Regions from separate parts of the Mus musculus genome. Here regions 2, 3, 4, 5, 6 and 7 are each linked to region 1. Evidence: chromatin contacts called from public promoter capture Hi-C data. All regions are on one chromosome and are shown on one strand. Each heading gives the region's core, a stretch centred on a gene start, on an enhancer-like site or on the middle of the called end of the contact. The rest is flanking DNA. Distances are from core to core; before and after follow the strand shown. Region 1 holds the start of Sptssa (serine palmitoyltransferase, small subunit A). Region 2 holds the start of Ap4s1 (adaptor-related protein complex AP-4, sigma 1). Region 3 holds the start of Hectd1 (HECT domain E3 ubiquitin protein ligase 1). Region 4 overlaps Heatr5a (HEAT repeat containing 5A). Region 5 holds the start of Heatr5a (HEAT repeat containing 5A). Region 6 holds the start of Dtd2 (D-tyrosyl-tRNA deacylase 2). Region 7 holds the start of Mipol1 (mirror-image polydactyly 1).

The links. Promoter capture Hi-C pulls out the DNA fragments that hold promoters and counts their contacts. Capture Hi-C pulls out chosen DNA fragments and counts their contacts.
Region 2: a promoter capture Hi-C map of liver shows a contact between it and region 1, with 9 times the contacts expected there. The contact joins the promoter of Ap4s1 here to the promoter of Sptssa in region 1. A contact is called at or near these places in 11 of 39 promoter capture datasets (the 3T3-L1 cell line, the C10 cell line, cranial neural crest and 6 more), 4 of 115 datasets of contacts at active chromatin or transcription factors (astrocytes, extraembryonic endoderm stem cells, large pre-B cells and 1 more) and 2 of 9 other capture datasets (adipose tissue and macrophages).
Region 3: a contact with region 1 is called in a promoter capture Hi-C map of pre-B cells, with 7 times the contacts expected there. The contact joins the promoter of Hectd1 here to the promoter of Sptssa in region 1. A contact is called at or near these places in 7 of 39 promoter capture datasets (3T3-L1-derived adipocytes, cranial neural crest, embryonic stem cells and 4 more) and 4 of 115 datasets of contacts at active chromatin or transcription factors (astrocytes, forebrain, large pre-B cells and 1 more).
Region 4: a promoter capture Hi-C map of the C10 cell line shows a contact between it and region 1, with 9 times the contacts expected there. The contact joins the enhancer-like site here to the promoter of Sptssa in region 1. A contact is called at or near these places in 4 of 39 promoter capture datasets (the 3T3-L1 cell line, 3T3-L1-derived adipocytes, the C10 cell line and 1 more) and 2 of 115 datasets of contacts at active chromatin or transcription factors (astrocytes and large pre-B cells).
Region 5: a promoter capture Hi-C map of liver shows a contact between it and region 1, with 6 times the contacts expected there. The contact joins the promoter of Heatr5a here to the promoter of Sptssa in region 1. A contact is called at or near these places in 8 of 39 promoter capture datasets (the 3T3-L1 cell line, the C10 cell line, HPC-7-derived erythroid cells and 5 more), 3 of 115 datasets of contacts at active chromatin or transcription factors (astrocytes, embryonic forebrain and large pre-B cells) and 3 of 9 other capture datasets (adipose tissue, embryonic stem cells and liver).
Region 6: a promoter capture Hi-C map of pre-B cells shows a contact between it and region 1, with 4 times the contacts expected there. The contact joins the promoter of Dtd2 here to the promoter of Sptssa in region 1. A contact is called at or near these places in 9 of 39 promoter capture datasets (the 3T3-L1 cell line, the C10 cell line, cranial neural crest and 5 more), 2 of 115 datasets of contacts at active chromatin or transcription factors (extraembryonic endoderm stem cells and stem cell-derived neural progenitor cells) and 2 of 9 other capture datasets (adipose tissue and liver).
Region 7: a promoter capture Hi-C map of pre-B cells shows a contact between it and region 1, with 5 times the contacts expected there. The contact joins the promoter of Mipol1 here to the promoter of Sptssa in region 1. A contact is called at or near these places in 3 of 39 promoter capture datasets (the C10 cell line, liver and pre-B cells).

Annotation. Positions count from the first base shown.
Region 1 is chr12:54,654,222-54,658,263 of GRCm38.p6, forward strand. It overlaps Sptssa (serine palmitoyltransferase, small subunit A), which reads right to left and starts at 2,351. Exons shown (of 2, transcript NM_134054.2): 1 at 2,151-2,351. The coding sequence starts at 2,262.
Region 2 is chr12:51,688,570-51,692,611 of GRCm38.p6, forward strand. It overlaps Ap4s1 (adaptor-related protein complex AP-4, sigma 1), which reads left to right and starts at 2,397. Exons shown (of 6, transcript NM_021710.4): 1 at 2,397-2,745. It overlaps Strn3 (striatin, calmodulin binding protein 3), which reads right to left and starts at 3,345. Exons shown (of 18, transcript NM_052973.2): 1 at 2,853-3,345. The coding sequence starts at 3,134.
Region 3 is chr12:51,827,459-51,831,500 of GRCm38.p6, forward strand. It overlaps Hectd1 (HECT domain E3 ubiquitin protein ligase 1), which reads right to left and starts at 2,078. Exons shown (of 43, transcript NM_144788.2): 1 at 1,745-2,078; 2 at 1-55. The coding sequence starts at 33. Gm5785 reads left to right here and starts at 727. Exons shown (of 4, transcript XM_011244243.2): 1 at 727-810; 2 at 1,397-1,771; 3 at 1,832-3,097; 4 at 3,530-4,042. The coding sequence starts at 727. The coding sequence ends at 2,683.
Region 4 is chr12:51,886,915-51,890,956 of GRCm38.p6, forward strand. Heatr5a (HEAT repeat containing 5A) reads right to left here. Exons shown (of 36, transcript NM_177171.4): 30 at 2,673-2,800; 31 at 1,940-2,087; 32 at 1,084-1,356. Among named protein-coding and RNA genes, the nearest start is that of Gm34894, 37 kb to the left of the region's middle. Within about 2 kb of position 1,812, at least 97 of the 459 cell types and tissues checked have an H3K27ac peak or open chromatin away from gene starts, as enhancers often do.
Region 5 is chr12:51,969,010-51,973,051 of GRCm38.p6, forward strand. It overlaps Heatr5a (HEAT repeat containing 5A), which reads right to left and starts at 2,312. Exons shown (of 36, transcript NM_177171.4): 1 at 2,194-2,312.
Region 6 is chr12:52,004,464-52,008,505 of GRCm38.p6, forward strand. Dtd2 (D-tyrosyl-tRNA deacylase 2) reads right to left here and starts at 2,044. Exons shown (of 3, transcript NM_029545.3): 1 at 1,912-2,044; 2 at 416-485. The coding sequence starts at 2,022.
Region 7 is chr12:57,228,655-57,232,696 of GRCm38.p6, forward strand. It overlaps Mipol1 (mirror-image polydactyly 1), which reads left to right and starts at 1,771. Exons shown (of 10, transcript NM_001164370.1): 1 at 1,771-1,957. Prps1l3 (phosphoribosyl pyrophosphate synthetase 1-like 3) reads left to right here and starts at 1,758. Exons shown (of 2, transcript NM_001037746.3): 1 at 1,758-1,957.

The DNA of each region.
Region 1 (4,042 bases), core at 1,101-3,600:
GTACATTTCCCGGGGACACAAAGAACCTCTAACACAGCAAACAACGGCATAATAACTAACCTGGGTAATGTTTTCATTCAGATAACAGACATCTGGCACAGCACCAAGCCCTGTCTCCAAAAGGAAACAGTAATTCTATCAGCACCTTTGGTGGGGGTGGCTTGGTTTGGTTCTGTGTTTTCTGAGGAACAGGGTTTCATGAAGCCAACGCTGCCCTCAAACCTACATGTAGCTGAAGCTAGCCTTTAACTGCTGATGCTCCTGAAGCTACCTCCCCAAGTACTAGAATTACAGGCAAGCATGCACCACCACACCTAGCCATGCCCACAACTATTTGAACAGAAGAACAGAAAAAGGCACTTTTTCAAACAAAAATTCCCCCCCCCCCCTTGGAAACAGGGTTTCTCTGTGTAGCCTTGGTTGTCCTGGAACTCTTTCTGTAGACCAAGCTGTCCTCAAACTCAGAGATCGGTGTGCTTCTGCTGCCAGAGTGCTGGGTTTAGAGATGTGAGCCACTGCCATCTGGCCCCGGGTCAGTATTTCTATTACAATATAGCCAGAGAAATCTTAACACTGTTGCCACTGTAGCATTTATCCACATGCCAACAAATGTTTCAAAGCTTACAGGTCTAAACTGAGTTCTACTGTTACCCTAACCTAAAGAGTTTCACTTCACCCCAACACTGTTTCTTTGCCTGCCTGCCTGGCTTCCTTTTCCTTTGAGTTTTGCTATGTAACCCTGGCTTGCCTGGTAGTAGCTATGTATTATGTACCTCAGGCAGCCTTGAACTCCCAGCATTCCTCTTGAATCAGCTCTCTGAGCATGGTAATCAGTCATGAACCATCACAGCTGGCTTTCATTATTATTATTTAATGGGGCTTTGTCAACATTAATTGTAGTAAGATAATTATCAGTCAAGATTAACTGCTACCCAGCCTGGTCTACAGAATGAGTTCCAGGACATCCAGGGGTACACAGAGAAACCGTGTTTTGAATTAATTAATGAATTAATCAAAAGATTACCTGCTACTATTGAAAAGTTCCAATTAGGCATAAATTTAAATATAGATGTTATCTGACCTACAAAATCCAAAGAGCAAACTGAAGCTACAAATAAACGATTCGGAAAATCAGGCTTTCTTAATCCGGAGCCCCAAATATACATTCTGGTTATTAAACTTTAGGTTAGGAAATAATTGCTCACAGTAATAGTCTTGCAAGACGCTAAAATTTTTCAAGAGTCAGCTCCAAATAACCTCATGCTATTTCCACACCAGCACCCTTGAAAAAGCTTGCAAAGAAGCTCTACCTCAGTCCTAGGAACGCGTTTGTGAAGTTGTTCCTAACAAAGCTAAACCACAAGAAGCTGAGCGGATGAAATAAGCATGTGATGTGGTATATTCTTTTTATATTAAGGAAAGGAGAAGTGGAGCGTTAAAAGAATGAATTGCTAGTATTTCGTCGACACGGAAATCAGAGGATAGCGGCATAGACATTGGGCGAAAACAAACATCAGGCTTCACAACCTTGAGCTATTCGCTGGAGCTGTTAAAATTAGGCAAGATAACATACACACAAAGTGCTCAGCAAAGTCATCACTCAACAATTCTTAACCGGTGATAAACTAAACAACAAAGCACAGTTTGAAACCCCAGCAAAGTCTTTTCTGGGCACAGCTTGTACCTATGATGCAAAGAAGTCATAAATATAACACACTTTTAAAACTGCCATTTTGAAGCCCAAAAGGCCTTTCAGTAACTTACAAACTGCTTTCCAAAACTGTGTGGGAGTGTCAAGACCACGTACTCACAACCTGGTGAACTGGTTAGAGTTCTATCGCTCCAAATCAGGAATAGCTAAGGGTTAAAGACGCCCAAGCCCGGAGCGATTTGCAGCAACCCTGCCTCAAAGAATACTGAAGGATCAAAAGCAGGCGCGGCCGAAGCGGGACAAGGAAGCACCAGGGGAGACGTCGCCCTCCCGACTGCTTGCAGAAATCAGGATGCCTCCACCTTGGGCAGGGGAATTGCGTACAAGACCCGGATCTCCGCGGTTCCACCTCCCTTGACCCCAAGACACCCCCCCACCCCCTTCCAACCCGGCGCGCGCACCCCTCCACGCCCCAGCCAGGCCAGGACACACAGGATACTGAACACGGTTCGCTCCCAGGGCTCCAGCATGTAGAGCGCAGTGACCAGCAGGTACTGGTAGTAGAACCAGGACATCTGCTTCCATGCTCGCGCCAGCGCCATGCCCGCCATGCGCCTCCCGCGGTGTAGCAGCGTCAGGCGGGCCCGCGGCCCGCTCACCTCCTAAAGCCCCAGGCCTTGGGGCCCGCCCGCCACCACCCTGCGCCCATTGGTCCTGCCGAGCCTGCGCGTCACCGTGTACGCCCAACCCCGCGCGCACCCGAGCGGCCACCGCCGGCTCCTCCTGGCTTGCGCTTATTGGCCAAGCGGCCACTTCGTGTGCTCCTGTCCCGCCCCGCGCCTCGCCCGGAGCGAGCTCCCCAGCCCTGGGAAACGGTCTGGGTTTAAGTGCTAGTTCTGCATCTCCACGCGCACGCATGGCGGTTGCAAGACCGGCTTCAGTCCCCACTGGTGTCCATGCGAGATGGTGCCCTTAAGAGGCCGGATCCTTCAGACCAGCCCAGAAGGATTCCTTTAGAAACCAGTGTATGTAATCTCTCTCCTACCTCATGAATCCCTTCTGGGCCAAGAGATGATAGGGCTGGGTGAGAATGCTACTAAAGAGTCGGGCATGCAAATAAACAGTGCCTTGTGCAAGAGGGAATGCGGGGGTCAAAGAGAATGTGGATGCCAAATGACACCCAGCCAAGAAGATGTTGAAAACTGTAGAAGTAATATGTTCATCAGCTCTTCCCTTCCTCCGAGCACATGCGTGAAAACAGACCTATCTAGGATGCGCGCGCGAGTACACACACACACAACACACACACACACACACGCACTAGTATTCCCTAACCTAAAGACAAAAGAATTGGCCATAGACAGTTGCCAATATTTCTATGACTACACTTAGAAAACAACCATGTAGGTCACAATCAAGAGAAGTGCACTTGATCTAGTGGGTTCTAAAGACAGCTTGAGGTCAGCATGTGATCTGTCTCCTAAAGATTCACTCCTATGACCTGCAGCAGTACCGGCTGTATTCCACTCCTCTAAAGCCCATGCACTGTGTGCTTGTGAAATGACATAATTAAGTAGCCTGCAACTCACATGTCTAAAAGTTTCAAACCTGCTGCTTTAAGCTTTAAAACCTTTCCAGGTTGACAGGTATTAACTTAAATTCCTTATGCTCCTTACGAGCAAAGACCTTACAAACAACAATAGACTTGAGATCTGCTTTCACAAGGTGCCTAGTCATTTTATTTTATTTTATTTCGTCTTGTAGGTTACAGAACATCACGGAGGGAAGCCAAGCCAGGAACTCCAGGCAGGAGATTGAAGCAGAAACCACAGAGGAATACTGCTTAGGAGCATGCTCTTTCTGGCTTGCTCAACTTGCTTTCTTAAACGGCCCAGACCCCACTTGCCTAGCAATGGCACTGCCCACAGTAGGGAGGACACGCCCACCATAGACCAATCTCATGTTCCTCAGCTAAGGTTCCCTCTTCCCAAGTGATTCTAGTTTTTTGTGGAAATGAAAAACAAAAACAAAAATAACTTAACCAATATACAGGACCTCACTATGTAGTATAGGCTGGCCTCGATCTCAAAGTAATTCACCTTTCTCAGACTCCTTCGAGCTACGATTACAGGTATGCACCAACCACACCGAGCCTGGACTCATCTTTCAGACACATGATGGTAAGAAGTAAGCTCAGAAACCAAGCTGGATCTGAGCTGGAAGTTTCCTTCTTGCTAGATATCTCCTCCCCACGGCCCCCTTCCAGACAGGGTTTCTTTGTGTGGCCTTGGTTGTCCTAGAACTTGCTCTGGACACCAGCTTAATCAGTCTCAACCAGGCTAACCTCAGACTCACAGAGTGCCAGAATTAAAGGTGTGCACCACCCTTCCC
Region 2 (4,042 bases), core at 1,147-3,646, 3.0 Mb before region 1:
GTGAACATTTTATTCCAAAAGTATCAGTATAAAATAATGCGAATGTCTCTGGATAAAATAGAACCAGAGAACATCATATAACATTCTTTAAACAGAGTAAACAAGCTGGAGAAATGGCACATCTTCCAGGGTACCTTAGTCCCAGTCCCAGCCCCCACAGCAGGGAGGCTCACAACACCTGCAACTCCAGCTCCAGAGGAACCCACCATCTGGCCTTTGAGGACCTGACCTCATGTGCACATGCACATATACACACATAATGAAACATAATAAAAAGGTTTAAAAGGAGGGGAAAAGCAAGTAAATAAAGACTATCAATCTGAAAGAAACCAAGCTACAGAATCCTTAAAAATCCTTTTCTGTTGCTGTTAAGTAAGATCAGGAACAATGAAAAAGAAAACCATGTATTTCAGTAATGTAAAACTTGTTGCCAGGCGTGGTGGCGCATGTCTTTAATCCCAGCACTTGGGAGGCAGAGGCAGGTGGATTTCTGAGTTCAAGGCCAGCCTGGTCTACAAAGTGAGTTCCAGGACAGCCAGGGCTACACAGAGAAACCCTGTCTCAAAAAAACAAAAAAAAAACAAAACAAAAACAAAAAAAAAGACGTAACAACAACAACAACAAAAAACTTAATTTGGATACAAGATGCTTTCTTAGCTAGTTACATTAATCATGCCTGAGTGACAAATTCAAGTGCTAATTTGAAAATCAAAACAACAGTACAAGGATCAAATACTATATATGGACCTGGTGGTTTATCAATTCAGCAAAAGCCTCAATGTAATTTTTAACAGATTACCTTCTCTCTATCCACATGGAAAAGTCGGCATCAACATACTAGAAAGATGTATGCCCACAAAACTCTAAATCCAACAATAGTAGACTCTAGAAATTTAAAAGAAACCACAGCAATTTTGACATAAGTTTTTTTGAAAGTAGTAATCTCTAAAACACAAATGTATTTTTTAAGCACAATTTTAAGATTACGGAATGAACTAAAGGTGTCATATAAAATAAGTAGGATTTTGTTGTTGTAAAATTTAACTTCACCCACTTTGTGGAGTTAAATAAAAGTTTACTGGCTTGCCAGGTGAGGTGGTACAAGACTTTATAATTCCAGCACTTCAAGAGGTAGCATGTGGACCTCTAAGAGGTCTAAACCAACCTGTTCTACATAGTGAGTTTTCAGATCACCCAAGACAACAGAGACCGTCTCAAAAGCAACCACAATACTAGATGGTGAGGGCACACACCTTTGATCCCAGCAGAGGCAGATGGATCTCTGAGTTGCAGGCCAGCCCGATCTACAGAATTACTTCCAGGACAGCCAGAGGTACACAGAGAAAAAAGCCAGTTTCAAAAACACAAAACAATAACAAAAGCCCATAACCAAAAAAGTTTACTGGTCCAATCAATTGCTTTGCAATGCTTTTGACAATGAAACAACCTTATTTCTAATTTTCTTTTACTTTTTTGTTTGTTTAAGATAGACTCTTATGTAACTGCAATTGTCCTGGAACTCTATATAAATCAGCCTGGCCTGAACTCATGGATATTAAACATCTCCCTCCTGAGCACTGAGATTAAAGACTTATGCCTCTACACCTGGGTATTTTTAATTTTTGAATAAAATTGTTTATAGTTTGTAAATAATCAGGTCAGAAATAAATTAATCAATGTAATTAAAAAGTTTACTATTCGACACCAAACTGAAGACTCATATTTATTTGAGGATACCTTTTCTACATTCATTAATCACGCTGTTGTTTCAACATTATTTCTCACCAAAGTTATTGTGTGTGTGTGTGTATAATAACGAACAATATTGCTTATGTCGAAATTTATAAGTCTGAAAAACAGGTGCAACGCTTAATTAGATACACGCTTTTTTTCTTCTAAGCTTAAATTAAACCCTGGAAAGGAACTTAAAACTAAACGCAGTCATCCTCCAGCTTGAATAATCCTTTCAAACAGATGCAGCAATTTTAAAAATTCAAGGCATGAACCCGCAACTGTCACCTTCCAAAAGTTAGGATAACCCAAGTCTGTCAGAGGATCACATTAAGTGGACATTTAACTCCGTTTTAGCTTGTACTAAGCGATAAGTACGGTCTACTTCAAATTAAGACCAATTCTTTCCGCAGACATTTCCTAAATACTGTACTGACAGCCCAGCTTTGCTTTGCATCAGTAAAAACATGAATATAGTAGGGAACTCTAGAGAAGCCGACTCAAGAGAGAAATATTCAGTTAAAGTGTTGATGAATCAGTAAGCGCTAAAGGAAATCCAAGTGAGTAGAGCGGCATCGCAGGTACTTAAAGGAGTTGAGGATGGGAAGGCAAACTTGTCCGGCCGGCCGCGAGCCATTGTGCGCGGCGGTAGCCCGAAGCGGCGTGGCTGTCAAGGGGCAAGTGCGTACCGAGGCGCGGGGGAGGGGGCAGGACGCCACATCGGAAGGGGGTGCAGGAGCCAGGAGGCAAAGACGCTCATCCCAGGCCCTCTCCGCGTGGCCTCACCCTCAAGGGGACCCACAAGCGCAAACTCAGTGCCTAGCGGGCCCACGCCAGACTCTCGCCCAGAGGCGCTGGGCCCAAACCCCGGAGGCCCAGGAGAGGTGGCTCCGGAGGAGCCCTGCGGACGCCATGCTAAAAGCCAAAATGGCTGCCCCAAGGATGCCCGCAGCGCGCCGCCCGTGAGGAGGGAGCCGGGCGCGCCGTCACCGCTCGCCGGCCGGAGCGGCTCAGGTAGGTCCCCTCCGCCCTTGAGGGCACGGGCCTCAGCCCCGGCCCCACCCCCGCGGCCCGTGGCCCCGGCCCCAGCTCGCAGTCGAGAGGGGTGACGGGTGACGTACCTGCAGCTCGGCCCGCTCCACCTCCCAGTGCGCCCGCTCCATCTCGAAGCGAGCCCACTCGTGCTGGATGTAGTGTAGGATCCCCGGGATCGTGTACTGTTGCGGCCGGGACAGCTCCGGGCCTGCCGGGGGCCCCGCCGCCTCGGCGGCCGGAGGACCCCCGCCGCCCGGCGCTCCGTTCGCTCCCGGCGGCAGGCTCAGGTTCCCCCCGGGTCCCTGCTGCGGCCGGGGAGGGGCTGCCATCCCCTGGCCGCCGCCGCCGCCTCCGGCCAGCTCGTCCATTGTGTGTGGGGCCCCGGCCGGGGCGCAGTGCCAGACGCCGACAGCTGCGGGGAGGGCCGGGACGGTGGCCCCGCGCCGACCGCAGGGCGGGGGGCCGGCCGGGAGACGGCCGGGGAGGGGGTCGTTGCCGTGTGCTTGCCGCGGATCAGAGCAGGGAGCTGCCGGCCGCCGCCATTACGGTACCTCCTCCATCTGCCCGTCTCACTCACTCACTTTGGGGGAGAGGGGGGCCGCGGCGGGAGGAGGAGGAGGGACGGAGGAGGAGGAGGAGGGACGGAGGGCCGCCGCTCGCGCACGGCACGCTGGGTAGAGAACGCCGCTGCAAGCCGCACTCCGGAGAGCCAAAAAGAGTCCGGCCTCACCCCACGCAGGCGCACTGAGGATGGACCGCTCTTCGGGAGGCGGGGAAAGGCCTGGGCCCCGCCCCAACTCGGGCGCCGGGCCCCAGCTTTTCTACGCCTGTGGAATCTGGATGCTGCCTTGACTTTGGGGAAGCGCGTGGGCGTCGGGCTTCCGGGTCGTTTTCCTCACGCACGTATCCTTAGGGGCAGCGTGGGTCTCAGCTGAGGGCCTGGGCTCTGGAGCTGCGTGCAAGGCGTCCTCCGTACTGCCCTGGAATTCCTGACGTTTCTCTAGAATTCCTGGCGTGTTTTGCTCAGTCCCAGAGGGTCGGGCCTCTTTTCTGCCTGTCACTCACTTGACCTCTGGTTTCGTGGCACCAGTCAGTCTGCAGGATTCTGGAGACGTCTACGTTTGGCAAATAGCCCAGATTCTTCCGGACTTTCTCACTGGCTCCTGGGCTTCGTCGCAACCTGCTTCTTTGGTCCCACTTCGGTGCTCCTGGCCGCCCGTTGTAACTTCTTAAGTCTTTATTATTCTGAGATTCTCTGTGTTTGAGCTATTGCTTT
Region 3 (4,042 bases), core at 828-3,327, 2.8 Mb before region 1:
TTCCAGCAACGTATCAGGATCTACATCTGCCATTGTCTTTAAAATGCTCCTTTGCCTAAATTGAAAAAGGGAAACGGGTTTTTCAAACATTTGTTCAGAACTGATCAGCCTGTGTAAAGACTTTTTTCTTGTACATCTGCTTGAACCAAGTTTCTGTAAGGTCCTCAGGTCCTCAAGAGACACACACACACACACACATGCATGTGTATATGTATATACATACAGAGCTATTCTCCAATTTCCATATTGCACTGTGATATGCACACGCACACATACTTGCACACACACAAAATAAGCAAATATATATGCTTTAAAAAAAAAAACTTTCCAGCCGGGCATGGTGGCACACTCCTTTAATCCCAGCGCTAGGGAGGCAGAGGCAGGCAGATTTCTGAGTTCAAGGCCAGCCTGGTCTACAAAGCTGATTTCCAGTACAGCCAGGGCTATACAGAGAAACTCTGTCTTGAAAAAACAAAAACAAAACAACAAAAAAAAACTTTCCAAACTGCAAAGTATTACTTCAAAAAGTATGCTACATATGCAGCAGTCTACTTCCTGGGCTTAATGCAAAAACCCTCAAGGCAAAACAGTTTAACACTGGAATGAATATATGCTGATTAGGTTGCTAGTTAACTAGAAACCAGAGCTGTCTTGGTCAAACACTATGAAACAAGTTTTGGATCCCAGTACTGTTATCACCAATGTCTGTGCCAAAAGGCAAAAAACATGTACAAAAAAGTTCTTTTACCAGTCAACTTCTTCCTGCAACCTCCCCCCAAACTCCACCAAAAATCGGAGCTTCAGATACGGGTCAGATCCAGTAGTTTTAAAGACCACTTTCCAATCCAATTCTTCTTCGGATTGAATTTCCCTTCTCACGAGTTTTGAATTCTCAAACTTACTCCTAAAATATGCCCAAATACAAACAGTAATTAGATATGAAATCTACCTATGCGGAAGTAAATACTGATAAGAACTTCTGGTAATCTAGGCAAATGTTCTTAAAACTTTTTTTTTTTTGGGGGGGGGGCTTGATGCTAAAGTAAATACAACTAACAGGTTACCACCCCCCCCCAGGCAGACGGACAGACAGGCAGACATTCTTTCTCCCATAGGATGGGGCAGTTAGTTTTTATGTAAAAAATTTTTTGAGAAGTAGTCTAGGCAGGCAAGTCATTACAAAAGCTTCTAGATGCCCGACCAAAGGACAGCGTTGCGTCCCACGCAATCCACCTGCCGGTGTGGGAACCTAGAGGCGGGTCGCGGTGGGCACCCATCGGCCGCGCCCGGCGGGGCTGCCCCATCGTCCTCGGCCTGATCAAGGCCGGAGCCGCGACGCTGACAGCCAACCTGGCTAAGTTAGCTACCTGCCTCCGGGCGGAGGGCGAAGTTCTAGAGAAGCAGCAAACCTGCGAGCTCAAGAGGAAGCCGCCGAGCGGCTGGGGTGCGGGTCTCCCGGAACTCGGAGGCCCAGCGGGACGTCCCCGGTCCCCGCCGGGCGGCTGAGCCTTACCAAGGACAAGGAGCGCGTAGCCGGAGCTCCGAAGCCAACAAGCCAAGCCCCGTAAGGCCCGGAGAGGGGAACAAAGGGCCCGATACGCAGAGGCGACGGCGGAAGACCGACCTCACCGCGCTGGGGTCCAGCTCCGCGCCCGCCGCTGGACTCGGCGGCCCGGATCCTCGCGCAGGCCCAGCCTGCCGACAGCGCCTAGCGCCCCCGCCTACCCTGACCGCAGGCTCTTACCCTGGCTCGCCGTACCAAACAGCTCCGGTCCAGCTCCAAGCAGGCCGCGGGCAGAGCCTGGCCCGGCCGCGGCCCTCGAGTTCCTAGGAAACCGCAGGCCGCGCAGGTCGAGCCAGGCAGGCGGCACAGGAAAAGCCGTGTCTCGTCCCTCCCCTTCCTCCGCGGGGACCCGGTGACAAGGAAGCGAGAGGCTCCCCCGAGCGGCGGCAGCCAGCGCGGGTCCCGACCCCAGCACGCGGCTCCTCAGACCCTGCGGTTCAGAGCCAGGTCCGCGCGGGGCCGTCGGCGGCAGCGGGGAGACGCCGCGTCCATCGCCAGCCGGGCGGGGGCAGGAGAAGGGTCGGCCGAGCGCCGGGCGGGGAGGCTGGTGAAGGCCGCGCCGGCGGAGGCGGAGCGAACGCCTCCCGGCCGCCCTGCCCGCGGCCACCTGGGGCGCTGCGGAGGCCGGACCCCGCGGCACGGGGCGACGACGGGGGGCGCCGGGCTCCTTCGGCGGTCGGCTACGGCTCTCCTCAGCCCGGCCTCCCGGCGCCCGAGTCGCCGCGCTGTCAATCCGCGCGCGCCGCCAGCAGCTGCTCCGCGCACGCTCCGCCCGTCTCGCCCGGCGCGAGCCGCTCCGGAGTCCTGCGGAACGGAGGCCACCGTCTCGCAGGCGCTCGGCGTGCCCGGGTCACCCCCTCCTCCGGACTTTTAAAGCCAGCGGTTTACCAGAACGCTTCCCAGCGAGCCTGGGAACTCGGCGAGCGCTGCGCAGCCGGGCGTTATCGCCTCGGCGCAGATGGGACCAGGACGGCTGCGGGAACTCGTGCCTCCTGCCTGCCCACCGTGGAGTCCCGGGAAGCAGCCAGCATCGAGGACTTCCCACACAGTTGCCTTCGGCTCGTGGTCACTTGTACTTCCGTAGTTATTCCCGTCAAACTTTTATTTCATGGGCGTTGAAAAATCAAATACTAGCCGCTGCTAGTGGAGTCCTCACGTAACCGTGACACTAGAGAACTGGAGGCTGGAGTTCAAGGTCATCCTTGGCTACAAAATGAGGTCGAGACTTGTCTGGGCTACAGGGCGGCGACGGTGGTGATGAAGAAGGAGCAGCCAAGGGAGAGAAAAAGAGGAAGAAAAAGACTCCATACTGAACTCATCCTTTGAACAACAACAACAAAATAGCAGTAGATACCTAATTTTAGGAAAGAACTGTATGCAAAGACCGAGGCTAGTAGTTTTCAACCCTGGCGGCACATTAGAGACACCCGGAAAAGTTTTCATTAGAAGAGTTTTAGATCCACAGCAAATTGAACAGAAAGTACAGAGAATAAGTTATGGCTACCCTGTTCTGTATCATGTGTTCCTGGCCAGGTAGGGCTAAGGACAGAGAGTTCCCACTGATCTCTTTGTTTATGGTTTTGCCCTTTCCAAAATATCGTTTCTAGTTGGAATTATTCACTAACACTCTTTAAGGATCCTCTGTGAGTTTTTATAGCTTGGTAGCTCATTTATTTGGTGTTGTGTTGTGTTTTGTTTTGTTTTGTTGTACTGGATTTTTTTATTTGGTTTTGTTTTTTACTTTTTGTTTTTCTTGTTGTTTTGAAGTGGGTATGCTTATGTAACCCTGGCTGGCCTAAAGTCAATATCCTCCTGCCTCAGCTTCCTGAGTATGCTAACAAGAGGGCTTCCTTCCTGAGTATGCTAACAAGTATGCTAACACCTGGCTTGGGAGCCCATTTAATTCTTACTGCTAAATAATAGTAAGTTGTTTAGATGTAACACAATGTGTTTCTTCATATACAGATGCCTGGAATCTACCTTCACAGACTATGAACGGCTCATGCAGAAATTTCCAAAGTTCCCCAACAGGAAAAATACTTTCTAACAATGTAGCTACCACAGGACTGTGGCCAGAACAAATGAAAAACTCTTCAAACCCAAGAATAAGAAAAAACCTTGCCAGGCAGTGGTGGCGCACACCTTTAATCCCAGCACTTGGGAGGCAGAGGCAGGTGGACTTCTGAGTTGAGGCCATCCTGGACTACAGAGTGAGTTCCAGGACAGCCAGAGCTACACAGAGAAACCCTGTCTCAGAAAAGAAAAAAGAAAAGAAAAAAACCTTAATTAGAAATTGTAAAAGACTGGAGACATTTAACCAAGAAGACATCCCAGTGGCTGGCGAGAAAGCATATGAAAGATGCTTAACATTATCTGGCCTTGAGAAATTGAAGATACTCACTGGTGGTCTGTGCGTTTGGTTCCCAGTACCCATATCAGGCAGCTCACATCTGATGCCTCTGGCCTCTACAAGCACCT
Region 4 (4,042 bases), core at 562-3,061, 2.8 Mb before region 1:
TCAGTGCACTGTTTGCTGGAGAAGCTGGACACAGTGGTGAACACCTGTGATCCTAGCATCCCTATGGCAAGATGGGAGGCGAGTCACCTGGAAGCTTGCAGATCAGAGACCCACATGGAGCACCACAGTGACAGGAGCAAGAGCGAGGCTGCCGCCAAACAAAGTAGCAAGAACCGACTCCCGAAACACTCTTCTCCAACACACACACACACACACACACACACACACACACACACACACACACACACACACACGGTGGCAGAGTGGGCCTACCTGACCCAGAATTAGGTGGCTTATGCTCACAGAAAGTATGCCCACTGCAAACAACAGGATCAGCAGGGAGCCTCTGGCAGGCAGTGGAGTTAGCAGCACCCAGAGAACCCTAGGAGCTAGATGAAAGAACTGAATGGATTTGGTCCCAAACAGGACAGGGCATCCTCATGACAAATTTGTCATATGGAGTCAGAACTGTCCACCAGATACTGCACACTGAAAATGTACAAGTACTACTACTTGATTTAAAATACTGTCAGCTTGATGGTCAGGGCACACTCTCGCATGCTCCAAGCCTGGGCTCCACGCCTAGACCTGGAGTAAGAAGGCAGTCACAGGAAGCGCATTCACCATCACATCTGCTGTTTGTGGCTTTCACTTTCACCTCTTGGTGAAACAAATTATATTAGACTGCAAGACTAATCTTACAGGATTATAAAAAGTACTCAAATGAGAAAATGAATAGCAACTAGGTCAGTCCCCTTCTTCTAGGACAGTGGCTGGCAACCTGGAGGCCATGGCCCCACTGTGGACTGTATATCAGGTATTTACATTATGATTCACAGCAGTAGCAAGTCAGTTATGAAGTAGCAAGGAAGCAGTTCTACGGCTGGGGTCACCCAACCGAGGAAGTGACTGAGAGGCACGGCTCTAGGTCCTACGCACAGCACAGCATACCTTCAGGAGAGCACACTGCAGGAAGCTCACACAGCACAGCATACCTTCAGGAGAGCACACTGCAGGAAGCTCACACAGCACAGCATACCTTCAGGAGTGCACACTGCAGGAAGCTCACACAGCACAGCATACCTTCAGGAGAGCACACTGCAGGAAGCTCAGCAAGGATGGCCAGGGCAGCCGCCACCAGTCTACTTCCCTCCTCCAACAGGGTCTTCGGCTTTGAAGCCTTTCCTCCTGGGCTACCTGCCAGCTTAGGGTTCAGTTCTGGGAGCTGTCTAACGAGGATGCAGACACAGAGTTCCAGGGTTGCAAAGACCAAAGACTTCCCAGGTACGAGTCCTCCTGTGTCCTTCCCTTCACCAAACTCTGGCAGGGTTTCCTTCTCAGAGGCTCCATCATCAACTGAAACACAGAGGGAACAGTGCTTAAGAAATACTTGCTGCTTGCTTGGCTCCAAGTAGGTGGCAATTCCAGACAATGCATTTAGTGGCTAAGTCCTAGGTGTGAAAAGCTTAAGGAAAAAGCAGCTCTGAAGTTAAAGTTGTTTTTACTATGAGTTCTCATTACAGTGGGTTAAAAATAAAATTCTTGTAATCTTTTCAGCCTTAAAATAGTGCCCGATCAAACTCATCTCTGTGCTGTTATAAGTGAGAATCTGACAGCAGCAGCTCCAACAGCGACTCTGTCATCTTACAGACTGGCAGCGGCTGGGCACAAGGATCAGACTAGACTCTGCCCACCGGCCCCCACATACTGCCCACTTCTGCCCGTTTGCTCTTTAGGTCTGTATTGCCGTCTGCCCTAGTTTCAGCAGTATCCAGATTGTGTGGTTACCCCGAGTAACACTTGTGAAGACAATGACACTGCGCTGCGTTGTGTGGCTGCGGCTGCGCCTAGGGGAACAGCGCTTGCCCACTGCATACAGAGTGTATGACTCTCAGAACTGGAATGAGAAGAGATGCTATGTCACTGAGTTAATATTTACCTTCTGCACTACGTCTTTTTTCCTTCACATGTTCTTGGGCGGCACAGATAATCTGCCTGACCACTTCAAGTGAAGCCAGTTGAATGGCTGGTGACTCTCTGGTCAAAATTACTCGGTGTAGTACATTTAGCAATTCAATACCCAAGTCCTGTCAGAAAACATGAAGTGGACACTATTGGAAATTACATTTGTTTATGTCAGTTCATGTGTGTGTGTGTAAAAATAACAAGGTTAAATGTAATGATAAAAGCTCAAAAAGACAGAATTGAATAAATTCTCTTTTTAAAAACAAGTATATTGCCAGAACAATAAAGGAATATATCAGTACTTCTCTGCTTTGAAGCAGTCTTGTCTGCCTGGCCTAAACTTGCCAAGGATGACCTCAAACTCCTGATCCTCCGGCCTGTTCCTACAGCGCTGGGATTTCAGGTGTATCACCATGCCTGGCTTATAACACTGTAACAAATATCAGAACACTTCTCAGCTCATTTCGGTGAGAAATGGTACTATGACAAATGATCATTTTCATTCATGTCTGAGATGATACTGGAGACACAGCCAAAGGCTGACGTGTAGATTCTAAGATTAATATTAAAATTTTCTTGTAATAACAAAGACTGGAGAAGTATTTCTAAAGTAGCTCCTTATAATACACAGCAGCGTCCCGACTCAACCCGAATGTAGTTGTGGTCTCTGACGTCAACAGAGGTCTACCCAAGGCACAGTCCAGCACCTGATCACTGCCAATTCTCCACCTGGGCCAAGGAACATCGAGCAGGGCCTGCAGTGCACGCAGACAAGCCATGATGCTTTCCAAGCTTGCATCTGAGCGCAGGGAACACAGGAACTCCACGCTGATTCCTGGGAGAGGAAAAGCAAGATGCCCCTGAGATTCTCAGTTCAGACTGTTGGATGAGTCTATCGTGATGAGATAAATACACTGACTTAGCAAAAGACAGCACAAGTAAACAATACAGTTTCAGAGAGAGAGAGTGAGAGTGTGTGTGTGTGTGTGTGTGTGTGTGTGTGTGTACACGCGGGTGTGCACATGCGTGAGTGCCAGGGCTTACGTAGTCCAGGCTGGCTTTGAACTTGTGTTGGATTCTTTTTTGTTGTTTTTGTTTTTTGTTTTTTTTCAAGACAGAGTTTCTCTGTGTAGCCCTCAATGTCTTGAAACGTAGTCTATAGACCAGTCAGGCCTTGAACTCAGAGATCCTCCTGCCTCTGTCTTCCCAGCACTGAAATTAAAGGTGGGCACCACCACTGCCTAGCTTCTTTTTTTAATTAAAAAAAGTTTAAGGGCTAAAGAAATGACTCAGTGGTTAATGAGTACTTACTGCTCTTCCAGAGGACATGGGTTTGATTCCCAGCATCTACAAGGTCGCTCACAACCAACTATAACTCCAGTTTCAGGGGCTCTGACACCTGGCTTCTGTGGGCATGAAGCATGTAAGTGGTGGGCAGATATATATGCAAGCAAAACTCCACACACATAGAATAAGATAATAACTTTAAAGTTAAAAGACTGTGTGTGCTGGATCCTTAGAGTAGGAGTTACAGGTGGTTGTTTTGTGAGCTGCCTGATGTTGTGCTGGGAATTGAACTCGGGGCCTCTGGAAGAGCATCAAAAGTTATTAACCTTGGAGTTACCTCTCCGGCCTCCTGATTTTCTTAAAAAAAAAAAAAAAAAAATCACTGGGTATACAGTCTTGAAACTGTTGAGAACAACTCATTGAAAAACACATCAGCATATTCACACACACACATATACACATATATTTTTAAAAATACAAATACAGAGAAATTTACAACATTTGCAGAGGCACACTCATCTTTCAAAACCTGTGGAGTGGCTGGAGAGATGGCTCGATGGTGAAAAGCATACACAACTCTTCAGAGGATGTGAGTTCAGTTCCCAGGGGCCCCAAAGCCTTCTTCTGGGCACTGCGTATGTGTATATACAGACAAAGCAGGCACACACTCATACTCATAAATTACAACTCTAAGGGAAGCTGGATGTGGAAGCATCCTTCGGTATCTCACACTTAAGGGGTGGGGCAGGAGTTCCAGGCCAGCCTGCCTTACACACTGAGATCCTGGCTC
Region 5 (4,042 bases), core at 1,062-3,561, 2.7 Mb before region 1:
CTAGTAATCCAACCCTGTCATTAGCATGTTTAAAGGAAAATTCTGGAGCAGAACTAACTTATGATAGACATAGTGAATGTTATATTCAAAAGAGAGGGAAGAGGCTCAACGCCCTCAACTTGATTTTCAGTATGGAGGAGGGAGGGATGGAGATTGATGCTTAAATTAAAAACAAAACAAAAAAAGCAACCAGAAACATACCTCCCCCCTTTCTTCACTCTCAAGAGACCAAAGCTGCTGAAATGATAAAACCATAAACTGGCAGAAAAGCCACGCCTCTCATAGCACTACACTGGATCTAGAACTCCAGAGAATACTCAGAAGGGATTCTAAATGTCATTAAATAGGTTATCAGGTATTTAGAATAGTTGAATTTAGACTACTCAGAAGTTAACCCCTTACTTTATCCATAAGAAAGGCTAATGAAGGTGTTAGCAACTGCCCTCTTAAAAATTAAGCTGCAAAGAATGGAGGGTGGAAAACAGAAACGCACAGGGCAAAGACAAGGAACCTTAATTTTCCCCTCAGAGAGTACATTCATTAGTTTAAATTGATGGTGTTAATTTTAGATAGTAATTAAGAAATTTTAAAGGTTCTGTGGGATTCTGGGAAGATGGTTCAGCAAGTAAGAAGGCTGGCTGAGCAAGAATGAAGGCCCGAGATCAAACCCACAAAAAAACGTGGACGGGGCAGGCACTTCTAACTGCACCGCTGTGGCGGGCAGAAAGACTGCTAGGGCTTTCTCTAGGTTTAGGGAGAAGACCCTGCTCCAAAAAAGCAGAAAGTGAGAGCAGGGCAGACAGTCCTGGGTGCAAGCACCTTCGAATACATGTGCATATTACTACCTCCCCACCCCCTCCCCCGTTATTTGGGAACTCTGTATTTTCCTGCTACTAACATCAAACGCTAATATAATTAAAGAACAAGTAAAGGTAACCTAATCAAGGATCCATAAAGAGTACCAAAGGTTAAGTCAGGAGTTTATTCTTGACCTACAGCTATCTATGTAAAGTAAGTGCATTCCACAGCACAACCAATCCGCTCTCCAATATTCTCCCGCCCCTATCTTAGTAAAACTGCCTCCTTGCTCTCTGGTGTTCGTTTTTTTTTTTTTTTTTTTTGAAAGTGAGTTAGCTGATGTGGCTCTCTCTACCTAAGCCTAGGTTGGCTGGGAACGCTCCCCTTTTCTGCCTCAACATCCTAAATACTAGAACTACAGATGTGCAACGTTAAGCCTGGCTTTATTCGTTTTTGGATGCTTATCTAAAATCTCATTCTTTGCCTCTGTGTATTAGTGCACCCCTTAAATTCCAACACTCTGAAGGCAGAGGCAGGTTTGAGACCGTCTCAAATAAATAATCAAACCTCATCCTCAGACATTGTCTCTAAGATGTTTGCGAAATAAAACCAGGCAACCTTGCATTAGGGTTAACTTAAGTTAATCTCCCAGCATTGTTTTTCAAAGTCCTGAACTGTTATAGGGCTTTTTTTTTTTTTTACTTCCTTAAACTTCTCCTTATCTCTAAGCTCTTTAGTTCCTTTAGGGTGACTAGCATTCTTATAAACCACGCACAACCCAAAAGACTACAAACCATCTAATTTGTCTGACCTGAGAGTTCAAATTCCCTTAACTTGTCAGAGGTACACGTTACGGTTACTAAGTTCCATTAGGTGCTTTACGAAGTTTCTAACGATTTGCAAACGATTTGCAATCATTTGAGATGATCTCTTTCTTGCTGGCGTGAAATAAGCAAATAAAGGAAAATAAAAAACAAACGTTTCCACCGACTCCGCAAACGCCCCTGGCGAAGGCTTTCCTTCTTAAGAAGACCTGGAAACTTCTGGCAACGTCCACTCTCTGCTGCTGGGGGCCGACCTGGAGGTGCAGGGCGGGTCCCCAGCCGCGGGGCAGGCGACCGGGTCCCCGACTTTCCCCTCCCGCGTCCCAGCCCCGCAGCTGCCGACCCCGCCTACCTGTTGGGCTGAGGAGGAAACCCGCCACGCCGCAGTCAGCCCCCGTGTCCCGTCTGTGCCTGCAGCCGGGACCCCGTCCCCCTCGGCTCCGTCCCACCGGGCCGGGTCCTCAGCCTCCGCACCGCGCCCACCCGGGACCCGCGCCACCCGGCTCCAGCCGCTCCCGCCCAGTCCCTAAGCACGCCGCCCCCAGCTTCCTCTCCGGATCTCCCGGCTTGCCTGCAGAGACGCCCTGAGCTCACACCCGTCCCGGCTGTGCCACGTTCCCGGCTCCGCGACAGCACAGCGGCACCCGGCTCCCCGCGGGCGAATGCGGAGCTGGGAGGGCGGGCGGGGCTGACAGCGCGGCGGGAGCGGCCATTGGGAGGGCCCGGCCCCTCCCGCGCCCAGGCTGGCCAGCCGCCCGCCGAGCCAGGGAGCGCACACTGTGGCAGGCGTGACTACTCCACCGCCGAGAGAGCGATGGGAGCTCCTGAGGCAGAAGTCACTTCTAGGACAGCGTGCTGTCCTCCAGTCCGGAGATTCCGGCCACAACTATTTTTGTCTATTTTTGTCGCCAGTCAGAATCTACACTTGCGGCTTAAAAGGCAGACACTTCAGGAGCCTGGAAATATTCAGGCAGGGCCGGAGCTGAAGGAGGATATGATGGAATCTTACCCGAGGAAGGGACTCTAAAGAACTTTTAACAGGAACCTAACTGTAAAAGGACTATGTGAAGATTCCACGCGGAGTCCGTGGCTCTGAGTCAGATGTGTTTTTCCACTATAATCAGGATTTTGAGTGTAACTTTTTTCCCTTGTTTTGAAACAAGCTTACAAGAAGGTTGCAATCGTAGTTCAAAAACATTATTCCCCGAACGGTTTTGAGATTTAAGTTGCTAATATTATGTCACAGTGTTCCTAAGCAGTTTACACATAGTCATAATAACTGCAATAGCGATATTCTTTATGCAATACACTCGGTTTCTTGGTTGTCTCAATCATGTTCCTTGTAAGGAAAGGCCTTCAGTTCCGAAATAAGTGTTCTTTCTAGTTGCAATGCATATCTTCAATCTGGAATACTTCCTTAGTCTTTGACATTTACAACCTTGACAACTTTGAAGACTATTGGCTCACTGTTTTTATAGAAAGGCTTTCATTCTGATTCTGTCTGATATTTATTCATGATTAGATTTAAACTAGATATCTTTGAGGACTCTCACAAGTGATTCCATGTTCATATGTGTCGGTGTTTGCTCTTCAAAAAGCTCCTTTTTCCATCTTTGTAATTAATATGTATTTTCTGAAGCTATTTTGTTTCAGGGTACCTGTGAATAACCTTGTTTAGAAATTCATAATTTATATTACTGGATATAGAATTGTTCCACTTCATTAAGTTGATTATAGTGTTCTTCCATTATTTATCTATTTACTTTTTACAACTTTTTGTGTGTGGGCCTACACATATGTGTGCCACATGCATGCAGTGCCCATGGAGGCCAGAAGAGGGCATCAGAGTTATAGGCAGTTGTGAGGTCCCTGATGTGGGTGCTAGGAACTGAACTGGGGTCCTCTGCAAGAGCAATGAGTGTCCTTTTCTTTTCTTTGTGTTGCATCCTGTACAGCTTGGTCCTAGAAACCTGACTGGGGCAAGAAGAAAGGGCAAACACAGGCACAGAAAAGTTGGGTTAAGGTGGGCCCTGCACATTTTAATGGAGTGGCATCAACTATGAAATAACCCACTGGAACCTCAGAACATGAGGCTAGTAGTCTTGATAAGAGGTATCTGTAGTGAGCTGCAGTTGCTGGGTTTTTGCACACTTTGGTCAATCATTAGTAAACCCTTGACCCAGAAGAGGGCTTTGCCACTCCCATGGGTCTGAGGCCTTGGGTCCTTGACATAGCCATGCCTTAGTCGACAATACACATTCTCTCAGGGCTTATCTCAGTTCCTTACAGTTTTGTTTTGTTATATGCACGTAGGTATGCCTGTCTTTACTTGCACCGTAGGCATGCCGTATCCTTGGAAGTCTAAAGACTGTGTTGGAGCTTTAAGAACTGCCATCAGATGTCGTTGTGGGCTGCCTGAT
Region 6 (4,042 bases), core at 794-3,293, 2.7 Mb before region 1:
GATTACAGCATCTATTTTCATTCAACATGTTTTTGTTTGGAGTTTAGTTGCTAAAAAGAGCTTAGGATACAGTGCAGTGGTGGAGCACTTTCCCATCATGCTCTAGGCCCTGGCTTCAATGCATAGCACTATAGCGCTACAGCAAAACAAAGAGGAAAAAGTAACAATAAATTATGCTTCTTGGCTGAGGTTGTAGGTCAGTGTAGAGCACTTGCTTAACATGTACAAGGTCAACCCCAAGCCCTTAAAAACAAAACAAAATCCCACCGAGACCAACGCAGTGTGGTTTTGGATATTTTGGTTCCGTTGCTCATGAGCAGTTCTTTCTTTGCTCCTTTACTTGTTCCACATCATAATGAGTTTCAGCATCCCACTCTCATGCCCCGCTCGCTGGGAGAGGGGAGAAAACACATACCCATTTTGGGGAGAAGGTCTGTGTCAGCTCCCTTGAAGAAACACACATAGATCACCAATCCTCTCCGAATCTGTGAGAAATGACCACAGGAATCTCAGGTTAGGAAGGAGTCTACAGAGACACAGCTCAGTGGGAAGCGCTCCACAGTGTCTACAAGCACTTGGGTTAAAAGCTAAGGAAATAAGGAGAGTCTTGAATTCTAAATAAATTATGAGAAACAAAATAATCCTTGCCAAGTCTTAAGCACCATGCTTATTTACAGTCAAAAGGGGTGAAGATTACAAACCATGCCTGCATTTATTTCTACTGAGCCAGCAGTTTTCAGACAGCCTCCCCCAAATTCTGCCAGGCCCACAGAAAGTTACAGGCTGATTTATTCAACATCAAATGATCCTCCTTTTCCCACATGGGGCTGTTGAATAAGCAACAGTGTTAGTAGTGTCCTCTGATGTTACTTTGTATTTTCCCCTAAGTCATTTAAACAGAGTGGTATTTCTACATGGGGTCTTGTCTTATTTTTACAAATTCCAGGAACTGTTCAGTTGCTTTTTCTGTTACCGTGGTCAATGCCTGAAGAAAACCCAATGATTGGGCTTTGAAAATTACATTTATGATAAGTTCTGTAGGAAAAGGTTGGTTGTTATCAGGAATATACACCTTCTCATTTTACATAATGACTTGAATATTTGTTTACTAGTTCCTGTAAGACAGTCTACAAGAAAATAAACAAGTGATAAATGACTTCGTTGCTACCACTGAGGGAATCGATTGTATGTTAATTTCCTTGGCTCACTTGATTCAGAAGCCACCACAAAGATTAAATGAATTAATAACTGCAAACTGCTTAAAACAGCGCTGAGCTCACAGTAAATACAACCCAGGTGTTTATCAAATGCTACATAAAAATAAATGGGAAGGCAGACACACAGTTATATTTCATGCTTTAACTTCCAAAGCTTTATACATGTTTGAGACTCAATTTAACTGTTAGCGACATTACGTTCAGCTATATCTTTCTGGTTCTAATGGTTTTCTGTGTAAATATAGCTAGCTCTGCACTCATACTTGAATTACCTGGGAAAAGATTTTTGTTTAACTATGTGCACTTGTGTGTCTGTGTACAACGGCAGGTGTCTGTCCCGCCTAGAGGAGGCCATCAGATCCGACCGAGCTGGAGTTACAGGTGGTGGTGAGCAGCCCCGCATTGCGGGATAATGGAATCTAAGGATCTACTGGCGGTGAGATTCCCTGAAAATTCTGAGAAGCGAGATGGCTCACGCTGTTACCTCAACACTTAATATACTAAGGCAGAAAGATCATCCGCAGGCTGAGAGCTGCAGAGCGAACCAGTGGGGCACAGGCCACCACCAGACGCCAAGTCCAAAGAGACAGCTAGGCAGCCCACTAAAGTGGGCAGACGGAAAGGGACAAGCTCTTCATCTCACGAAAGATGACAGGAAGACCGGCACGGTTCCGCGGATAGGGCCGGGCGTTACCTCCACCCACTGCGCCGCGGCGTCTCCATCGGCCGGGCGCACTTGCAGGCGAGCGTGCAGGCACTGCTGCAGGAGCGCACGAGCCTGGGCCACACGACCACCGTCCGCCATGGCGCGGGTCCGCACTGCGCATGCTCGGGTAGGCGCCTCCCACTGCTCGTGGCCCCACCTAAGTGGGCGGGGCCTCCGCCTGGCTCTCCGGAGTCCCGGATGTGGAATTGACCAGCTTTGGAGCTTTGAAGCTTCAGTCTCTTGGAGGGTTTTTGTTTAGAGATCTCTGTCTCTCCTTCTCTCCCTCCTTCTTTAACCTAATCTCATCCTCGAATGCCTCGTTTTTAGTTTTGTTTTTGGAGGTAGGGTCTCATAGAGTCGGGGTTGGTCGCAATAACCACATAGCTGAGGCTGACCTTGAACTGAACTCCTTCTCCCAATTGCAGGAATTACATGTGTGCCCGCCCACAGCCCCACCCCACCCCATCCTGCTCTGCTACCTGCTTCATAGCTTTTGAAGAAATATTTTTCATTTCAGAAAGCTTAGGTTTCCAGGTATTGGAAAGAATGTAAGTCAGAGTTAAATCCATTCTATATTTATTATAAAGACATAACTAGAATGAGATCAATTGATCTCAAAGCAGGCAGAGAGGGAACTTAACCTGTGGGTGGGGGACAGATGCAACTATAGAAGGGAGCACCTAAGATGTGGGACCCCGATTTAGAGCATTTCTCCCTGGAAGGTAAAGCCCCTGGGACGTTCCCCAAGCTTGTTTTCCCTGATCTCTAAAAATACAGCCAGAAAGAAGCTCTTTGTTCACTATAGCCAGCAAAAAGCCTTTTTGTTTCTATACTTTACAACCAGAGATGCCTGCCTTCCTGTGCCGAGGACACGGGAGATAAAAATTCAGAAAGAACTCACTCCTCACTCCTGCCTTGTAAATTTCACCAAGGACACCTGGAAGAGAAGAACTCTCCTCCCAACTCCTTCCAACTCCTCCCAACTCTTCTCAACTCCTCCCAACTCTTCTCAACTCCTCCCAACTCTCCTCCCAACTCCTCCCAATTCCTCAGCTAGCTGTTAAAAGCCCCCTACTGTCACTGCTCAGGGTCAAACTCCCCTGCCCTGCATGGCAGAGGGACTTTGTCCTCAGCTAACTGATAATAAAACCTCTTGCAGTTTGCATCAGGTGTGGTTTTCTCTCGGGTCACTGGGGTGCTGGCCAGCTCATCCCGGGACTTGAGTGGCGGCCCAGCTTCGGTGTCTTACAAAGACTATTGGGAAACACAGAGATTTACATTTTATTTATAACAGTAGCAAAATTACAGTGATAAAGTAGCAATGAAAATCATTTTATAGCTGGGCAGTGGTGGCACACACCTTTGATCCCAGCACTCCAGAGGCAGAGGCAGGCGGATTTCTGAGTTCGAGACCAGTCTGGTCTACAGAGTGAGTTCCAGGACAGCCAGGGATATACAGAGAAACCCTGTCTCAACCCCCTCCCCCCCCCAAAAAAAGGTCATTTTATGGTTGGGGGTTATGACAACCTGAGGAACTGGGTTGCAGCTTTAGCAAAGCTTAGAAACACTGAATTAAAAGTTAGAAATCTTTCAAAATATATCTTGCCCACAGTCTTAGGGTTTTACTGTTATGAACAGACACTGTGACCAAGGCAAGTATTATAAAGGACAACATTTGATTGGGGCTGGCTTACAGGTTCAGAGGTTTGGTCCAGTATCATCAAGATGGGAGTATGGCAGCATCTAGGCAGGCATGGTGCAGGCAGAGCTGAGAGTTCTACATCTTCATCTGAAGGCTGCTAGTGGAAGACTAACTCCCAGGCAGCTGGGATGAGGATCTTAAGCCCACACCCACAGTGACACACCTACTCCAACAAGGTCACACCTCCTAATGGTGCTACTCCCTGGGCCGAGCATACCCAAACCACCACATCCACTCAAAGCAGTGCTGACTCCTATATCAGAAATGCTACAAATCATTCCATAGTTGTGGAAGGGTGTTTATAAGCTATGTGAATGCATTTTTTGGGGGGCAACCAATTACTTTTAAAAATTATTTTAACTTTTCATTTATACACATTTTAATTCAAATGTAGTTATATCACTTTCCTTCCCCAAC
Region 7 (4,042 bases), core at 521-3,020, 2.6 Mb after region 1:
AATCCCTTCACACCTGAAGAGGTCCAGAGAGGCTCTTGTATGACGCTTGGGAGGTGATGTTGGAGATACTACAACTGTGGGACATCCACTGAGGTGCAGGTGTGGATGGAAGGCTACATGACTTATAGGCAAGAGAGCTAGTGCCCACAGGGTTGTGCAAGCTTATTGGAGTCCAAAGAATTCCAGCTGTTGAATATGGAGCTTCAAGATTTTATGTCTGCTGTGCTGAATTTCAGTGTTTTTCTTACTTGATCTTCCCTTGCTATCTTAATCTCTGGAACACTACTGTATACTGAAAGTACACAATTTTTCATTTTATGGGGGCTCATTTTTTTCTTTTTTGTTTTTTTGAGACAGTTTCTCTGTAGCCCTGGCTGTCCTGGAACTCACTTTGTAGACCAGGCTGGCCTTGAGCCCAGAAATCCGCCTGCCTCTGCCTCCCAAGTGCTGGATTAAAGGTGTGTGCCACCACTGCCCTGCTAGGGCTCATTGTTTAGAAGTTAGTGTGGCCTCTTTTTTGGAAACTTTTGCTATGTATCCCAGGCTGTCCTGGAATTCACGTTCACTCTTCAAAGGTTCAGAATTACAGATGTGTACCACCATAATCATATTTTTTTAGTGGTGGTTTGTTTACATAAAAATATGATTCAACTCCGACTAATGTAAAGTAATAAATAAAATTTAAAAATGCATTTAAAGCCTGAATCTGTCACAAGTCACTAGTACTAGTCATTAGTTACATAAATAATGAAACTTTTTCTTTTTAGTATTATGCTCTATTTATTCCAAATAATTTCCATCTGGTCATCTCATCCTTTTTTTCCATGCTTCATTCCTCCTGTCACCTACTTTGTGGAGTATGTGGCACTTCTGAAAGGTGAACCTTTGCTAGAGGAAATGGGTCACTGCTTTTTGGTTATAGAGCCCAGCTCCATTTTCTATTCTCTTGTTTTTTGACTGGATGGCTAGCCACTTTGCCATCCTGCCTTTATTAGCATGGTGGACACGGATCTCGTATTGCTATAAGCCAAAATAAAGTCTTTCACGAACTTTGTCTATTAATTCAGAAAATAAATATAATTTTCTGCTGTGGGTGTAAAAAATTACTATTATTACTGTTACCCCAGCATCCAGAAGACTACTTGGCATGTAGTATGCCCTCAATAAATAGATAAGTTAGAGTGACTTCAATAGCTCAACACTAAATTACCAGAGCATCAGTGGCTAGGGTGGGGTGCAGGAGTTCTAGATTAGATAGGGCAGCATAGGGACACTACTTCTCTTTCTTTAAAAGGAGAAAAATATTCGAATATTATCAGCTATATCATCTAATAGAATTCCACATTACTCCTATACTTCGCTTTAAAAATATCCCTGGCGTTCAGCCCTTTCTTTTAAGTTCTGCGATTGAACATTCTGAGTACACCCTTTCTAGTCCTGAAGTCAAAATGTCACCAGCCTTAAAGCTTTTCTGAAACCATTGGCCGATGTCTAAGTCTCACTCTGGCTCACTTCGCAGGACCTTTCCTTCTGTCCCCGCAAAGCACTGCGCACAGAAGGAAACCACTGCCCAGTGAAGATACTCCATGGGATGAGCCCGAGAACCACACATTTCCCCAGTTAGCGCGCACTGGTTGTCAGCTCCTCCCACAGAACGCGACCTCGAGGTCGCCTTCCTTTCCAGCAGCCCGGAACCATCCTTGAGCCCTCCAGCTCGCCGGAAGCCCCGCCCCGTCCCGCCCCGCCCCGCGGCAGCCAGCGGACTCGCGCATGCTCGCTGCGCGCAGCCTCGTCCCCGCGTGCTCTCGCGCGCTTCCTCTCGCCCGCTCTGCTCTTTTTGGTTACTCAGGGGCACGCGCAGCGTTTCGCGCGACGATTGGCTGCCTCGGTGGCGGCGCCACAGGACCGGGCAACTACGCGAGCGGAGTGGGCGCTTAAGGATCCCGCGGCTCCTCAGGTAACGGCGTGGACCGGGAGCGGCTGGGGGAGGGGGGAGAACCTCAGGGTGGCCTGCAGCCCGCCCGGGACTTCCGGCCGCGGCCCCTGGAGGTGCAGGAGCGCTGCGTGGCCCGCGTCGCGGCGTCCTCAGGTGACAACACCGCTCCTTCTCCAGGTTTCGGCCTCATGGCGTCATAGTCTTTCAAAAGTTAAGAAGGGACGAACAATGACTCGGAAGTGTGGGCTGTTTTTCCTCTAAGCTTTGACGAGTTAGGGTTTCAGTCCTGGCGGGACCGCGGATCCACTCTGTGCTTTTGCGGGACACTTGAGCGATTCACAGTTCTCACCCTTCAAAGTGCGAGCAAAAACCCCAGTGTAGTTCAGTATGCCCGGCGCCTACATTAGTAAGATGCAGCTGCAAACTCTGCCTTCACTACATTCAAGATTTGGCTTTTCTTTTTTTTCTTTTTCTTTTTGGTTTTTTTTTCGAGACAGGGTTTCTTTGTATAGCCCTGGCTGTCCTGGAGCTCACTTTGTAGACCAGGCTGGCCTCGAACTCAGAAATCCGCCTGCCTCTGCCTCCCGAGTGCTGGGATTAAAGGTGTGCGCCACCATCGCCCGGCCAAGAGCTGGCTTTTCTAACTGGAGGATGACACCACCCAGTGGTATTGGTGAAGTACTTGAAGTTGGACACTACAAGATAGAAGAATAGACTAGGTTTCTAAGAGAATAGGCCTTTGGAAGGGCTCCTTGAGCGTTTTGATGTCCGTTAATTCCCGATGGTGGTAGACAGCTAAAGAAGGACAGTTTTAACCTGTCTCACGAGTTACCTCACTTTGCAAAGTTTCGTATTGCCATCTGGAATGAACCTCACATCAAAGGACAGTTAGTTACATAATCATTACATAGGCTATCATCCCGTACCTCAATGTGCCTCAAACTAGAGTGACTTGAGAGGAGGGTAGTTAAAGGAGGAATTGCCTCCATCAGATTGGGAACATTTTCTTGATTAATGATTGATATGAGAGGGCCCAGATCACTGGGTTTTTTCAGCCCCAGGCAGGTTGGACCGCAGTTGTTAAGGAAGCAAACCAAGCATGCTATGGAGAGCAAGCCAGTAAGCAAGGTTACTCCCTGGTCTCTGCTTCAGTTCCTGTTTCCAGGTTCCAGCCTTGAGCTCTTTGCCTTGTTGCCCTGGATGGCGATGGATGCTGACCCTCCACTATGTTTGTTTTTGGTCATGGTAGTCTTGTCAAATTGAAAGAAACCAACCTAGATCCAATCCTATGAAAATAATATAGCAATATATATATGTATATACTTTAAAGATTTATGTATGTGAATAAACTGTTGCTCTCTTTAGACACACCATAAGAGGGCATCAGATCCTATTACAAATGGTTGTGAGCTACCATGTAGTTGTTAGGAATTGAACTCAGGACTTCTGGAAGAGTCAGTGCGTTTAACCACTGAGCCATCTCTACAGCCCAAGCAATATATTTATTTAATGGAGGCAAAGTTTGTAAAAGTGAGATAATATGAATTATTTCACTAGATAAAAGTAATAATGGCAAAACAAATATGAATAGGACATGTACATTATTCTTCAAAGACAGTATAAAATAAAAATCTTTGTGTGATAAGTTTGAAAGCTTAATAAACATACAAAACCATGCTTAAGTCCTGTGTACAATTTATTGCATTTTCATGAAGTATAATTATGTCTTGAAATTTAATTTTAATATATATATAGGTATGTGATATAGTATAAATTTAAAGTACTGCATTAGATTTGTGTATGTACATTGAGATTGCTTTCATTATGTGTAATATGTGTACAGTTTAGAAATAACTAGACTATAACAGGGTTCAGTTTACTGTAGTTTATAATCTTGAATATTCTTCTTGTTTCTTCTTTAAACATACCAACATCTGTCTCCGTCTTTTTCTTAAGACATTCTCTTTTGAGTCTGGCTGTTTGAGAAGTTGCTATGTAGACCAAGCTGAACTTGAACTCAGGGAAATTATCCTGCCTCTGCCTCCCAAGTGCTGGGATTAAATGAGGGCACCACCCCACAGGGCTTCTTTGTATTTTATCTTGAGG